4 separate regions of the Mus musculus genome follow, and all the other regions are linked to region 2. Evidence: chromatin contacts called from public HiChIP or PLAC-seq and promoter capture Hi-C data. All regions are on one chromosome and are shown on one strand. Each heading gives the region's core, a stretch centred on a gene start, on an enhancer-like site or on the middle of the called end of the contact. The rest is flanking DNA. Distances are from core to core; before and after follow the strand shown. Region 1 holds the start of AI661453 (expressed sequence AI661453). Region 2 holds the start of Mdfi (MyoD family inhibitor). Region 3 holds the start of Trem1 (triggering receptor expressed on myeloid cells 1). Region 4 holds the start of Treml4 (triggering receptor expressed on myeloid cells-like 4).

Region 1 (3,170 bases), core at 218-2,717, 400 kb before region 2:
ATGTGGTTATCCATACAGGCTCAGGCCAATGAGATCAGTCAACTTTCTGATAGGCAGCACTAACTAGACCCAGTAGATTTAAAGGGGGGCGGGGAGGGATGATGAAGAGGAGAAAGGGATGGGAGGGAAGAGTGGGAGAGGGATAGCCTGCATGATATGCTCAAGACACATTGTTTATGTATGAAATTGCCAAAGACTAAATTTTATTTCATGAAATATACATTAAGATCGGGCTTGGTGGTCTGAGCATTTAATCCCAGCACTTGGGAGACAGAGTTGAGATAGTCATAAGTTCAAGTCCAGCCTGGTCTACAAATTTCAGGACAGCAATGGCTACATAATAGACAGACCCTGCCATACATAGATAGATAGATAGATAGATAGATGCATACATACATACATACATAATACATACATGTATGTATATGACATATATGGCAGGGTCTCTCTAATATACACACTATATAATGTATTAAATATATTATCTTTAATATATTAATAATATACACAATATAAATAATAAACAAGAAACAATATGAAATATATAAAATAATTATATATTGAATATGTTAAATATTTAATATATTAGTATATTAATATATATGGAGGCCTAACCATGAGGATAGTTTCTTCCTGTGTTCTCTAATGGTACAGAAACTAGCCGGGCGATGGTGGCACACGCCTTTAATCCCAGAACTTTCGAGGCAGAGGCAGGCAGATTTCTGAGTTTGAGGCCAGTCTGGTCTACAAAGTGAGTTCCAGGACAGCTAGGGCTATACAGAGGAACCCTGTCTCGAAAACAAAAACAAAACCAAAAACAAACGAACAAACAAACAAACAAAAAATGGTACAGAAATTAGCCGGGCGGTGGTGGCACAAGCCTTTAATCCCAGCACTCCTGTCTCGGAAAAACAAAAAAACAACAACAACAACAACAACAACAACAACAACAACAACAAAAAAAAAAAAAAAAGGAAAAAAAATGTGCAGAAATTTCTTAACTCTACCTGGCCTCTAACTTCCTGTGTATTCATCATTTGTATTCATCGAAGTCTCCCTCACACATGTCAGAGGGCCCACGGGATGCTCTGGGCCATGCTAGCTTGGCCAGGCAGGTACTTTTCTGGGATGCAAGTCATTTCTAAACTGTCCACCCTGATCTGCTCAGGAAGGGCTCACAGACTCAAGGAACTCGCCTTGGGCTTTTCCTGGTCCAGAAAAAAAAAAAAAAAAAAAAAAAAAGTGGGGGTGGATCGGGCGTGCCGGTAGGGAACCCGCGGCAGGGGGCGGCTCTGCTCCCCAGCAGGGCGTGGGCCGGGCGAGGTCCTCCGCGCAGCGCACGGTGCCAACAATAGGCTGTTGTGGAAGGAGGCAGGAATGTGGCCCGGGGAGTTGGGCGGCGGGGCGGGGCCGGCTCCGGGCGGCAGCCTCTTACCTGTCCAGGTAGCTCGCATTTCCAGGCGAGCGGCGGCGGCGCCCGCACCACCTGTCGCCGGGTGCGCGGGCGGGGAGCGCGGCTGGGGACCATGGCCTGCTAGTGTCCCCTGGGAAGACGCTGCGGGGTTCAGTCTGGAGCAGGACAGGCCTAGGGACGGAAGGTCCTTCCCTCGGGGACAGATCGGCCTGCAGCAGCATGAAAAAGAACCAGACCATGCAGGGCACTTTCAGCAAACTCTTTGGGAAGAAGCACGCCCACCCCTCCACCACGTCCCTCTACGCCACCAATCCACCCTGGATTTTCACCCACGAGGCCCAAGAGGAGGGAACCAGGGACTTTGGTGAGTGCACCCCGGCTGGGGGAAAAAAAAAAAAAAAAAACAAGGGAGAGTTCCCCGTGGCGCCTCTTCCCTCCTGGCTCTGGCGTCACTTGGGCGCTGGGAAAGCGGGCTGGGGCAGGGACACGTTGGAACCTGTGGACCGGCTGAGGAGATGCTGGGAAGGGGAAGGAGGCGCGGCAGCCCGAGTCAGAGAGGTGCAGGGAACCCCTGAAGTGAGGCCGCCGATCCTTGCCGCCCTCACCTGCCGTTCCCTGTCTCCCTTCATAACCTTTGGTAGGGTTTCTGTTTGTGTGGCTGTCTTTGCTGTGTCTCCTACCACATATCCGCATTCTGAGTCAGAGATCTAGACGTCTGTCCCTAGTCCTTTCCGCTTCCTCTGTCCCGCAGAGAGAGCCTGCCTCAGGTGCCCTTGCCGTTCGTTCTGTTTGAGAAAGGAAAGTCAGCGAGCAGGCCACTGTTAGCAGATTGCCAGCCATTTGCGACATCAAATTAGCTTTGTTTGGTTTGGTTGGGGGTGGGGAGGGAAGGGGGCTGAGTGTCACATGCTCTTGCCCAGGTCCTCTTGGATCTGGGTTGTCTATGGTCTCGGACTGAAGAGTCAGAGGTGGGACAGAGGAGAGTGCGGACCCTTTGAATCAAGGGTGGTGTGTCTTTGCAAACTACTGGAAATAAATTGGCCCTTCCCCAGCTCCGGCTATGGGACACTCCTATCTCTTTGTCAATCTCCAGTTTATACACTCTTAACTGGGGGGAACCCCGGGAAAATGGGGGAACGGTACTCACTTCTTGTTTTTGATCCATGCTTCTGGTGTCTGAAGTGGGAGACAGGGGTGTGTCACCAATCACTCCCTAGTTTTACCTGCCTTCCTCATCACCTTTATGGTACTTGGAGTTCTGTTCAACACCCAAATGATTACATTGGGGGCCAGGGCAAGAACAAGATGTCACCTTTCCCTGACCTAAAGATCTCTCACCAGCAGGCAAGCAAAACTAAGAGTATGCCCTCCTGCCCTTTGGGGGCCTCTGCTGGAAGACAGCCTTTAGGTGCATGAGAAAGAGAAGAGGCATTTCTGAGGGGAACCTAGCCTCAGAGTGGAGAGGGAAGGCTGTCTCTGACAGAGCACAGGTTTCAGTAATGGGGAAGAGAGCAGGACCAAGTGGGGGCGTGTCTAGGCAAAGAAGATACCAGTGCTGGCAAGTGAACCCTAAGTGTACTCTGGGATGCCCCAACACCTTCCTTGGCCTGAAGGAAGACATCAATAGCAAACTGTCACCCACCTTTCCTAGGTGCAAACTCTCCTAAAACGTTTGATCTTTGACTCACTGAGTCTCTGTCTAGTGTAAGATGCTATTATTGGCTTTCTGGATGAGGACGCCAAAGAACAGGGATGT
Region 2 (3,084 bases), core at 319-2,818:
TGAAGTCAGAACACAGACACATTAGACTCCACTGGCCAGGCATCACTCAGTTTTGGGAGACTTTCCACCTCTACAGTTGGGAGAGGCCAGGCCAGGTAGACAAGCAGCCAAGACCATCCCCCAAACAGAGAGACAAACTTGGGTGGCGGAGGCTCAGGGTAGGGGCGAGAGGTGGGGGTGGAGACCCAGGCCTAGAGCAGGAGAAAGAACGTGTCCAAGGCCATGATGGGAGTTTGAGGTCCAGGATGACCTTGGGTTTTCATTACTGACAGTGTTGGGGAAAGGAGAGGTTGGTTTTGGTGGGAGGAAGGCAGGGCCTCTGACTGAGCCCAAATAGGGGCTTAAGTCAGGAAACCTGGGCCTACACCTCTGCACCCTGGCCACTCTGACTCTGAACGAATCTGGATGTCCATATGAGCCTCTAGGAAACTCTAGACTGTGAGGGCCGGGGGTTGGAAGGCTAAATTGGCAGAGGTGCCCCCAGGGAACCACACTCTCTTCCTTAGTCTGTAGGCTCCTGGGGCAATCAGGGTAGTTTAGCCTCTGAGGTGGGGGAAGGGACATTTTACTACGTTGTAGATTGTGTGTGTGTGTGTGTGTGTGTGTGTGTGTGTGTGTGCCAGCGTGAGTCCCATATAGGGTAGGGTAGGGACTGACGGGAGGGAATTTCAGCTAGCAAGAAGGAGAGAAGGGGCCAGGTTCCTAACCACTAGTTGCTGAGACAAAAGTTTTCAAAGAGCGCTCCAGCTACATTCTGCTTAGTTTGGGGGAAGGGAAGAAGAGAGACTCAGACACTGCCCCCCCCTCCCTGCCACACACCCCGCCTAAGGCCCTCATAAATATTTACACACTGGGCAGAAATGGTTCGGCCACAAATCCCAATATTATGGGCAGACATCGCAGACATCACGGAGTGTGTGTGTGTGTGTGTGTGTGTGTGTGTGTGTGTGTGTGTAGCTGGGGCTAGGGGGAGTTGGAGCCAACTCTGCACAGCCATGGCCGCCTGCTCCGGGCCCTGCCTCCTCACCCTAGCCCTCTACTCCCCTCTTATCCCCTTGGACCTGGTCCCCAATACTGAGACTTCCCATCCCCACCCCCACCCAAGCTCCTGGGAGCCATCCGCCTGTACGTCTCCAAGAGGACCAACAACCCCACCCCCAAAACTTCTCTCAGCCTCCACACCACTCTGGTCTAACCTTCGATCTCCATTCCCGCTCCTACCTGGGTCCAGGGCAGCGCTGGGGACTCCATGAGGCGCGTCGCAGCGAGAAGGGCACTGACCGCTCACCTGGGACATCGGCCTGGGACCTGGAGAAAACAGCGCTCAGCGGGCGGGGCAGGCCTCCCTCGCGTGTGCGTGGGGAAACGGAGTGGGTGCCCTAGCGCATACTCGTGCAAGCTGCGCGCTGCTGGCCTAGGCAGGTCACCTCGTGGACCCCGCCATGCGACACCTGGGTGTCGCCCGCGCCCCCTCCCCGCTCACTCGCTCTTGGCTCCCATTCCAGCGCCAGCTCGCACCCACCGATCGCCCCTTCCTTCTTCCTTCTCTCGTTCCAGCCCCCTCGCTCCTCCCCTCTTCCCTGGCCCACCCCGTCCCCGCCCCCTCCTCGCTGTCTCAGCCCCCCTCAGGCGTCCCCTCCCCCGTGCGGGACTCGCTGCTGCCAGGGCAGGACACGTCTGTCCGCGGGGCGTCCGAGGCCTGAGCCCCCACAGGAAGCCAGCTCGTCTGGTTTCCTCCCCTCGCTCAGAGCCAGGATCTCCAGTCTCCCCAGATCTCCGCCTACCCAGGGCCGGGAGAACCTCGCGGCTTGCACAAGGGGCCGCATGTTTTCCTTCGGTCTTAAACTTTGTAAAAGTTTCCAGAATATCAAAAGAAAGAAGTCACAATCATCCTGGGACAATGGTCTGAATAGTAGTAGCCCTCAAATCGCGTTGTCCCGAAGATCAGAGCAATCTAGTTCTTTTGGTGCCCTTTGTTCAAGTCCTGGATTTCCATTTCGGAGCTGGGTGCCTGGAGTTAGGGGCTCAGTCCGTCAGAAACTGGCTCTCCGGGAAGCTGGGCTGGTGTCGCATCAGCCTCCTGGTCCCATAGCAGCCAAAAACACCCCCAAGGCCCGCCATCCCCGCCAGTGCCAGTTGGACACGGGAATTCATTTTAGACAGACTGCCCATCACCAGGCTGTCACTCCAACTTTCTCACACGAGGGTGAGTGTAGAAGGAATTGAGGAGAGGCCAGTCTGTTGATCCGGCTGGTATGGTAAGCTCTGGCTGTGCGGAGGAACTGTCACCAAAAAGTGGGGGGGGGGCTCGGAGACCCTCAGAGTGACCCCAGGAGCTTGTAGGCAGCCAGGTGGGGCTTGGCAGGTCCGTGGAGGTGATTCTCAGGTGAGAAGTCCCTCTGGGACTCACACTGGACCTGAGCTGCCTCCAAGCCCGGCGGCGTCTGGGTCCACACCACCAGAGCTAATTAGGGAGGCGGCGGCGCCAGGACACCTCCTCTCAGCCTGCGTTACAACCGAGAGGAAAGCTGGGACGCCAAAGATGGAGCTCCCCCTCGGTCGCCTCCCAGTCCTCGAAGTCACTACTTACAGCTCTTGTAGGTCTTCTGGGCGCCGTCGGGGCCGGGACCCGCGTGGCCCCCACGGCGCCCGCAGCTCTCTCACCGCCCTCGGCCACGTTCCGGGGATAGGCAGGGGTGGCTGCGCTGGGGGGAAAGTGGGACGGGAGGGAGTCCCGCCCTGGACGTCTAGATGCTCGCTGCGGGAGACTTGGCGCCCTAGAGCCTCGGAGGTCAGGCTGCTGTCTGGGGGCGTCGCAGAGTTTGGGAGCACTCCTCCTTCCTGGTAGCGGCTGAGTCACTGCGACGCGCCCGCGGGAGGGTTTGGCGGCTGCTGCATTCTTCCCGGCTTACCTGAGCCGGTAGGCCGGGCCTCACCTGCCTTCAAAAGCAGCTCCCCAGTCTCTCCTTAGCTTCAGCGCCCCGCCTTTTTAAGTTTTTCTGTTTCAGATCAGGGCCTCTGGGACTAACGCAATCCTTGAGCCTCTTTGTTTCTAGGTCGTCCAGGAGGATGTCAAAGCGCCCC
Region 3 (3,021 bases), core at 89-2,588, 400 kb after region 2:
TACTCCAAGATCAGGTTACAGTCCGGACGTGGGCTTTGTATCGTCCGATGTACTGTAAAGAACACTCCGCAATCACCTATGGTTGGTTAATAAAAAGCTGGAGCCTATGACGGGGCAGAGGAGATAGGAAGGCAGGATGTGTGATGGAGTGTGTCCAGACATGGGCATTAGGTTGTATGGGCAGGGAAGGGAAAGTAGTGCGTGTGTGTGGTATCTGTGTGTGCATCCTTCAGGGAATGGAGTGTGTGTCTATGTGTGTGTGGGGAAGAAGTAAGTGTGTGTGGGTGGGGGAATAAAGTGTGTGTGTGTGGATGAAGTATGTGGGGGGGAATGTAGTGTGTATGTGGGCAAATGTAGTGTGTGTGGCGGGGATGGAGTGTGTGTGGGGAGATGGAATGTGTGTGGGGGAAGGGAATGTGTCTGAGGTAGTGTCTGAGTCAGGGTTTCTATTCCTGCACAAACATCATGGCCAAAAAGCAAGTTGGGGAGGAAAGGGTTTATTTGGCTTACACTTCCATACTGCTGTTCATCACCAAGGAAGTCAGGACTGGAAATTAAGCAGGTCAGGAAACAGGAGCTGATGCAGAGGCCATGGAGGGAAGTTCCTTACTGGCTTGCTTCCCCTGGCTTGCTCAGCCTGCTCTCTTAAGAACCAAGATTACCAGCCCAGAGATGGTCCCACCTACAAGGGGCCTTTCCACCTTGATCACTAATTGAGAAAATGCCTTACAGTTGGATCTCATGGAGGCATTTCCTCAACTGAAGCTCCTTTTTCTGTGATAACTCCAGCTGTGTCAAGTTGACACAAAACTAGCCTGTACAGGTAGGGACCACAGGGAGAAAGAAGAGAGAGGGGTCATCAGCCTGAGGCAGGATGCATCATGAGCAAGTGGCCAAGAAAAGCTTGCCCTGAAGACAGACAGTTACAGCAGAAGCAGCCCAGGCAGGACCGAATGGCAAGGAACTTTGGCTGGGAAATAGCGAAATAGCATAGAGGGTTAAAAAATGTGAATATCTGCCCAGTTCTAGTGCTTTAAAGCTTGTTGGAAAGATCCAACAGGCCTCTGTCTCAATTACTCAGGAGCTAAATGGGCTGGGGTAGGGTGGGGTGCGGATTCTACCCATCCCCCCTCCCACAAAATTATTACAATACAAAAGAAAATAATTTTCAGAGAAGAGGAAACTGAGGTCCCAAGAGCTTTAACTGAGGTTTGAGCACAGTCCCCTGAACTTCCTTACTGATGTCAGCCCGCAGGGTGGCCAGTGACAGTACCTTACCTCCCAGGAATGGCCTCACATCCTGTTGTGAAACTTTCCAGAGAGTCTGGGTACAAGGGTGTCTTCTAGCTGTCCCAGCAGCCCACAGAGGCAGTCGTTGGAGCTGAGCTTGAAGGATGAGGAAGGCTGGGCTCTGGGGACTGCTGTGCGTGTTCTTTGTCTCAGGTAAGGCAAGCGGGAGATGGGAGCAGGTGGTCTCTCTGGACTCGAAATTAGAAGCCGTGTGTGTGTGTGTGTGTGTGTGTGTGTGTGTGTGTGTGTGTGTTCCTTATTTTTTTCCCCCTTGAGACAGGGTTTCTCGTGTAGCCAGGGCTGTCCTGGAATTCACTCTGTAGACTAGGCTGGCCTTGAACTTAGGGATCTGCCTGCCTCTGCCTCCCGAGTGCTGGGACTAAAGGTGTGAACCACTACTGCCCTGCTCTTTTGGTTTTGTTTTGTTTTCTTTTCTTTTCTTTGTTTTTGTTTTTGTTTTGATACAGGGTTTCAGTATGTAGCCTGTATGGCTGGAACTTGCTATGTAGTCCAGGCTGGACCTCTATCTAGCCCAGCTTCTCTGCTTCTGCATCCTGATTACCTACAGATATTAAAAGTGCGCATTGGATCTACCTTGCTCTTGAGTTTTTCACTGAGCCTGGGTTAACTTATTTGTTAGGCCAGTATACCTCAAGGACCCACTTGTCTCTCCCTTTCTGCTGTTGGAGCAGAAGTGTGTGCAGCTGCACTAGACTTTCTACACGCACGCTAGAGATCACACTCAGTTCCTCACGCCTCGGCAGCAAGTGCTTTGCCAACAGAGGGGTCTCTCTAACCCCCTGAAGCTCTAAAGCAGTGGCCCCCAACCTGTGCGTCTCGACTCCTAGGATGGAGGTCGCATGACCTTTCACAAGCATCTCCTAAGACCACCACTGGGAAATAGAAATTTACATTACGATTCAAAACGGTAGCAAAATTACAGTTATAAAGTAGCAACTATATAATTTTATTGTTGAGGGTCAGCACAATTTAATGAGTGGTATTAAAGGGTGGCAATATTAGGAAGGTTGAAAACCACTGTTCCAAAGCATATGGCTGTCAAATAGGCCAGGCTTCACCTGCGCTCAGAAACTCAGACCCTGAGACCGATGAGCTGAGCTATAAGGAGGGTGACTTAGGGAGGCAGGCGCTCTATGCTTGGTTTTTTTTTTTTTAATTTATTTTATTTTTTATGGCTGTATTCTTTTAAAAATAATTTTTATTTTATATGCACACGTGTTTGCATGCATACATGTATATGTCTCACATACATGTCTGGTACCTGAGGAAGCCAGAAGGTGGCATCAGATTCCCATAGAACTGGAGTTACCAATGGTTGTGTGCTGCCACGTAGGTGTTAAGAACCAAAACTTTGTCCTTTGCAAGAGAAGCAAATCCTCTTAACTGCTTTTTTTTTTCCAGTCCTGGGGGTGGAACCCAGGACCTCCCATCTGCCAGGCAGCTGCTCCCCAGACTCTGTTCATTTTGATGTTAGAGACATACAGATCCATGGATGGGAACAATGACAGAGTAGGACAGGGTCTCACTTTATAACCAAGTTGTCTTTGAACTGGTGATCCTCCTGCCTCAGCTTCTTAGGTATTTGGATTACAGATGGGCACTACTAGGTCAGAAGATCCAACTAATCCATGTATTTTTGAGAGAGTCTCTATATATATCCCTGGCTGTTCTGGAACTGTCTGTGTAGACCAGGTTAGCCTCAAACTCACC
Region 4 (3,438 bases), core at 19-2,518, 430 kb after region 2:
CGGTTCAGTAATTCAGGGAAGATAAGATTGAGTTTATAACTAAAGCTTTGGCTGGGGATGTAGCTTGGTGGAATGGCGAGCTGTTTTCTTACTAGCATGTACAAGGCTCTAGGTTTGATTTCCAGCTCTGCAAACCAACTCAAACAAATGACGTTTATATCCCACACTTCTGGTTCCCTCATAAGTACAAGGCAGGGCCATTAGATTTTTTTATTCTTTGCTTTGCCATCCATCAACTGCTACATAGGAGGTCCCTAGAGTCCCTGGGAGTGGAGCAGATGCATGAAGACCAATAAGAATTTAGGTGTTCTGATAGCCAGTGGTATCCCAGCTGCTACTGTGGGCTCGCCAGTGAAAGACTGAGGTTCCCTTGATGTGGTGTGCATATACCTTCCCTAACTGGTTGCTACTGATTGTTGACTCCACTTTCAGTCTCTCAGATCTTGACAGTTTGTGGGACCGTGAAAGGCAGCCTGTTTTCTGGTCGAGCTAGGTTTAAACCCTGGAGACCCAGCCTGGGTCACCCTTTCTTCCACACAGTTTTGCAGGTGAGATGTTAATGAGAGATAATTTTTCTCATAGGTTTCACTCTCCCACTCACATGTCCTTTAACATGGTCATGAATTCCCTTGCTTCCTTTCTCACCCTTAAGAGGTCCCTCCCTCTTGACTTCCCTTCTGACAATTCTTTCTCATTGTTCTCTACCTCCCAGTAGCCCCACTTCCCCCTTTCCAAGGGACCATCCTTACACTCTGGCATTGGAGTCTGGTGGCTTACAAACCTTCCAGGATGACAACATACTGGAGGTGAGGGCCCTGACTTATCTTAGTGATGGGGATTCCCAGGACTCTGGGCACACCTCTAGGGACCTTTGACCTTTCTCAGGGAAAAAGAAAAGAGGAACAGGCCTCTTACTTCTCATATTGTTTTCTACAATGTTCTTTTTTTTTTTTTTTGTAGCAATAATGGAGGAGTGTGATTGGTGGGTGGTGTGGAATGGCTGAGATGGGACACGGATGAGCAGGGGTGAAGAGTGAGGGCCAGAGATGGACCCTGCAGTTAGGAGTCCCCAGTCCAGGCCTGTCCACTGTTCCTCTCATGTGTCCACAGAACCTATCTACCTAGGTCAACCACGAGATGGACCCTGCAGTTAGGAGTCCCCAGTCCAGGCCTGGCCACTGTTCCTCTTATGGGTCCATAAGCCCGCCTTCCCAGACTGGCTACTTCCCCAATCAAAGCTCTGATCTTCCTTGGTTCTTACATCTCACAGATGATGAGACTTAGGGGAAGACTTGCCTAGTTCAGAGGTCTCCTCCTTTTCTCCTCTCCTCTACTGACAGAATCTGGACTGGTATGGCCTGGAGGTACTCACAACTGCTCCTGGTCCCTGTGCAGCTGGTGTTCCTGGCCTCAGGTGAGATGATTCCCTGTACAAGGGTTTGAGAGGTGGGATAGATAAAAGGACAAGGAACCAGGCTGACCCTGTGACCAGGGCTGGCTTTGGGGCCATGTTGTGCGTCTGAGTGTTGGAAGTCATTGCCTCTTGGCTTCCCTAGCCCCAGAAACGAATGCATACAGCTAGAGCTCTGACCTCTGACCTGACAGTTTGTTGTCCAGGTGTCTGGGGGTCCACAGTATCTGAAGAGCTTCATAGAATGGTAGGACAGAGCCTCTCCGTGCAGTGCCAATACAAGCCTAAGGAGGAGTCCTATGTGCTGAAAACGTGGTGTCGGCAAACAGCCCCAAGTAAATGTACGAGAGTGGTCACTACCTCTGAGCCTCGGAAAGCAGCCAGGGAATTACAGCACACAATCTGGGATGATCCTGAAGCTGGCTTCTTCAACATCACCATGACTCAACTAACAGAGGATGACTCAGCGTTCTACTGGTGTGGTCCATATTATCCTTCCCTCAGAGAAGTAACTGTTCTCAGAAACATCAGCCTGGTGGTGTCGCCAGGTAAGGCCTTTCTTGGGGATACAACCCTCTTCTACAGACCAAGCACAATACATATCCCTGATCCCTTCTCTTTGTGACCCCCTAATTTTGACACCTGATCTGACTGAGGAGAGACAGTTTCCCATCTCGGTCATGCTTGGCTCCTCATTGAGAAAGAATGTTTAGGTTTCATGGGGTAGGCACTTGGAGTCTCTCTCTGACTCTTAGTTAGTTTACACTAGCATTGTGTAACTTTAATCCTAACATTTGGGAGGCAGAGACAGGTGGATCTGAGTTTGAGGCCAGCCTAGTCTAAATAGTGAGGTCCAGGCCAGCCAGAGCTACATAGTGGGACTCTGTCTCAAAAAAAAAGTTGAAATGTTTTTATTTTAAATTATGTGCACTCATGGGCACATGCCACATGTGTGCCAGTGCCCATGGAAACCAGCGACTAGGAGCCTCTTGCAGCTAGAGTCATAAGTTGCTGTGAACCACTCAATGTGGATGCTTGGAACCAAACTCAGATTCTCTGCAAGAATCTGTGTTCTCAATGGCTGAGCTATCTCTTCAGCCCTCCTACTTGCTTTCTTACTTAGGCAGACCTGAGTTACAAATTTCTACTGGCACAAGGGCCCCTGAGGTCTTCCTTACCAGGGGCCAACCCTGGCATGGTCCTCTTTTTTTGTTCTCGCTTCTCCTTGAGTCAGCAGAGGGGGAAAAGGATTGGCATAGGGTAAGACTTTTGTCTTGCGAGATACTTAGAGTTGTTGTATAATAATAAAAAGTTGACTTGTCTAAGTCTAAGTTACTTTGCTACTGTAGCTGACCTGACTTTTGTGTCCTCAGAGGCTAGAAACTGCAGTCTCGGGCATTTAGCACCTCATCCTAAAACAGCAGGAGATTAAGTAAAGGGTTAATTGCAAGAGATGTTTTCCCTTTTTCTAGATGCCCCTCATTTGTCAGGCTAGGGGAAGTTTGGAGCAATAAACTTACTTCTATTGAACCAGGAGAAGAAAATCATGTTCATGGAAGGAAAAAACTTTTACATAAGCAAATATGCATAAACTCACATAAATACAAACACAGATTCCCACATGCACATTTATACATTTCCATTCAAACCATTTGGGTCCAAGTTTCATACATTCTCACAGTTACACACACACACACACACACACACACACACACACACCCATGCTTACATATGCATTTGGAGCAAAAGAGCAAGCAACCGTGCAGAAAGAATTCACTCACTCTGGATGAAAAATGAGCTCCAATCTTTATTGCATAGAGAAAGAAAAAGCTCTTACCCTTTCAGTGCTAAATGAATTAAACCCAGGTTTTAAAGAAGGAAGCTTTGTTCCTTTTAATAAGACTAAGCCTGCCTTGTTCTTAAGAAAGGACCTGTTTTGTCCCATGGTAAGGAGAAGGCTGCCTGTTCCTTCTGCTCTCTCGGCAGCTCTTTCTTCTTTCCCTGTTTTCTTCTGCATTCTGCACATT

Evidence for each region. Promoter capture Hi-C pulls out the DNA fragments that hold promoters and counts their contacts. HiChIP or PLAC-seq counts read pairs in DNA pulled down with a chosen protein or histone mark.
Region 1: a FOXA1 HiChIP or PLAC-seq map of pancreatic cancer cells shows a contact between it and region 2. The contact joins the promoter of AI661453 here to the promoter of Mdfi in region 2. A contact is called at or near these places in 6 of 39 promoter capture datasets (embryonic stem cells, fetal liver, hippocampal neurons and 3 more) and 2 of 115 datasets of contacts at active chromatin or transcription factors (bone marrow-derived macrophages and pancreatic cancer cells).
Region 3: a promoter capture Hi-C map of the HPC-7 cell line shows a contact between it and region 2. The contact joins the promoter of Trem1 here to the promoter of Mdfi in region 2. A contact is called at or near these places in 8 of 39 promoter capture datasets (the C10 cell line, the HPC-7 cell line, HPC-7-derived erythroid cells and 6 more) and 3 of 115 datasets of contacts at active chromatin or transcription factors (the 230-238 cell line, bone marrow-derived macrophages and large pre-B cells).
Region 4: a contact with region 2 is called in a promoter capture Hi-C map of the HPC-7 cell line. The contact joins the promoter of Treml4 here to the promoter of Mdfi in region 2. A contact is called at or near these places in 16 of 39 promoter capture datasets (the 3T3-L1 cell line, 3T3-L1-derived adipocytes, the C10 cell line and 10 more).

Annotation. Positions count from the first base shown.
Region 1 is chr17:47,435,172-47,438,341 of GRCm38.p6, forward strand. It overlaps AI661453 (expressed sequence AI661453), which reads left to right and starts at 1,468. Exons shown (of 5, transcript NM_145489.2): 1 at 1,468-1,778. The coding sequence starts at 1,634. It also overlaps a transcript of 1700001C19Rik not described here.
Region 2 is chr17:47,831,723-47,834,806 of GRCm38.p6, forward strand. Mdfi (MyoD family inhibitor) reads right to left here and starts at 1,569. Exons shown (of 4, transcript NM_001276390.1): 1 at 1,222-1,569. The coding sequence starts at 1,297.
Region 3 is chr17:48,231,401-48,234,421 of GRCm38.p6, forward strand. Trem1 (triggering receptor expressed on myeloid cells 1) reads left to right here and starts at 1,339. Exons shown (of 4, transcript NM_021406.5): 1 at 1,339-1,443. The coding sequence starts at 1,395. Gm52308 (a long non-coding RNA gene) reads right to left here. Exons shown (of 3, transcript XR_003952373.1): 3 at 2,699-3,021.
Region 4 is chr17:48,263,027-48,266,464 of GRCm38.p6, forward strand. Treml4 (triggering receptor expressed on myeloid cells-like 4) reads left to right here and starts at 1,269. Exons shown (of 6, transcript NM_172623.2): 1 at 1,269-1,414; 2 at 1,606-1,959. The coding sequence starts at 1,354. The region is part of intron 1 of Gm52308 (a long non-coding RNA gene); the gene reads right to left.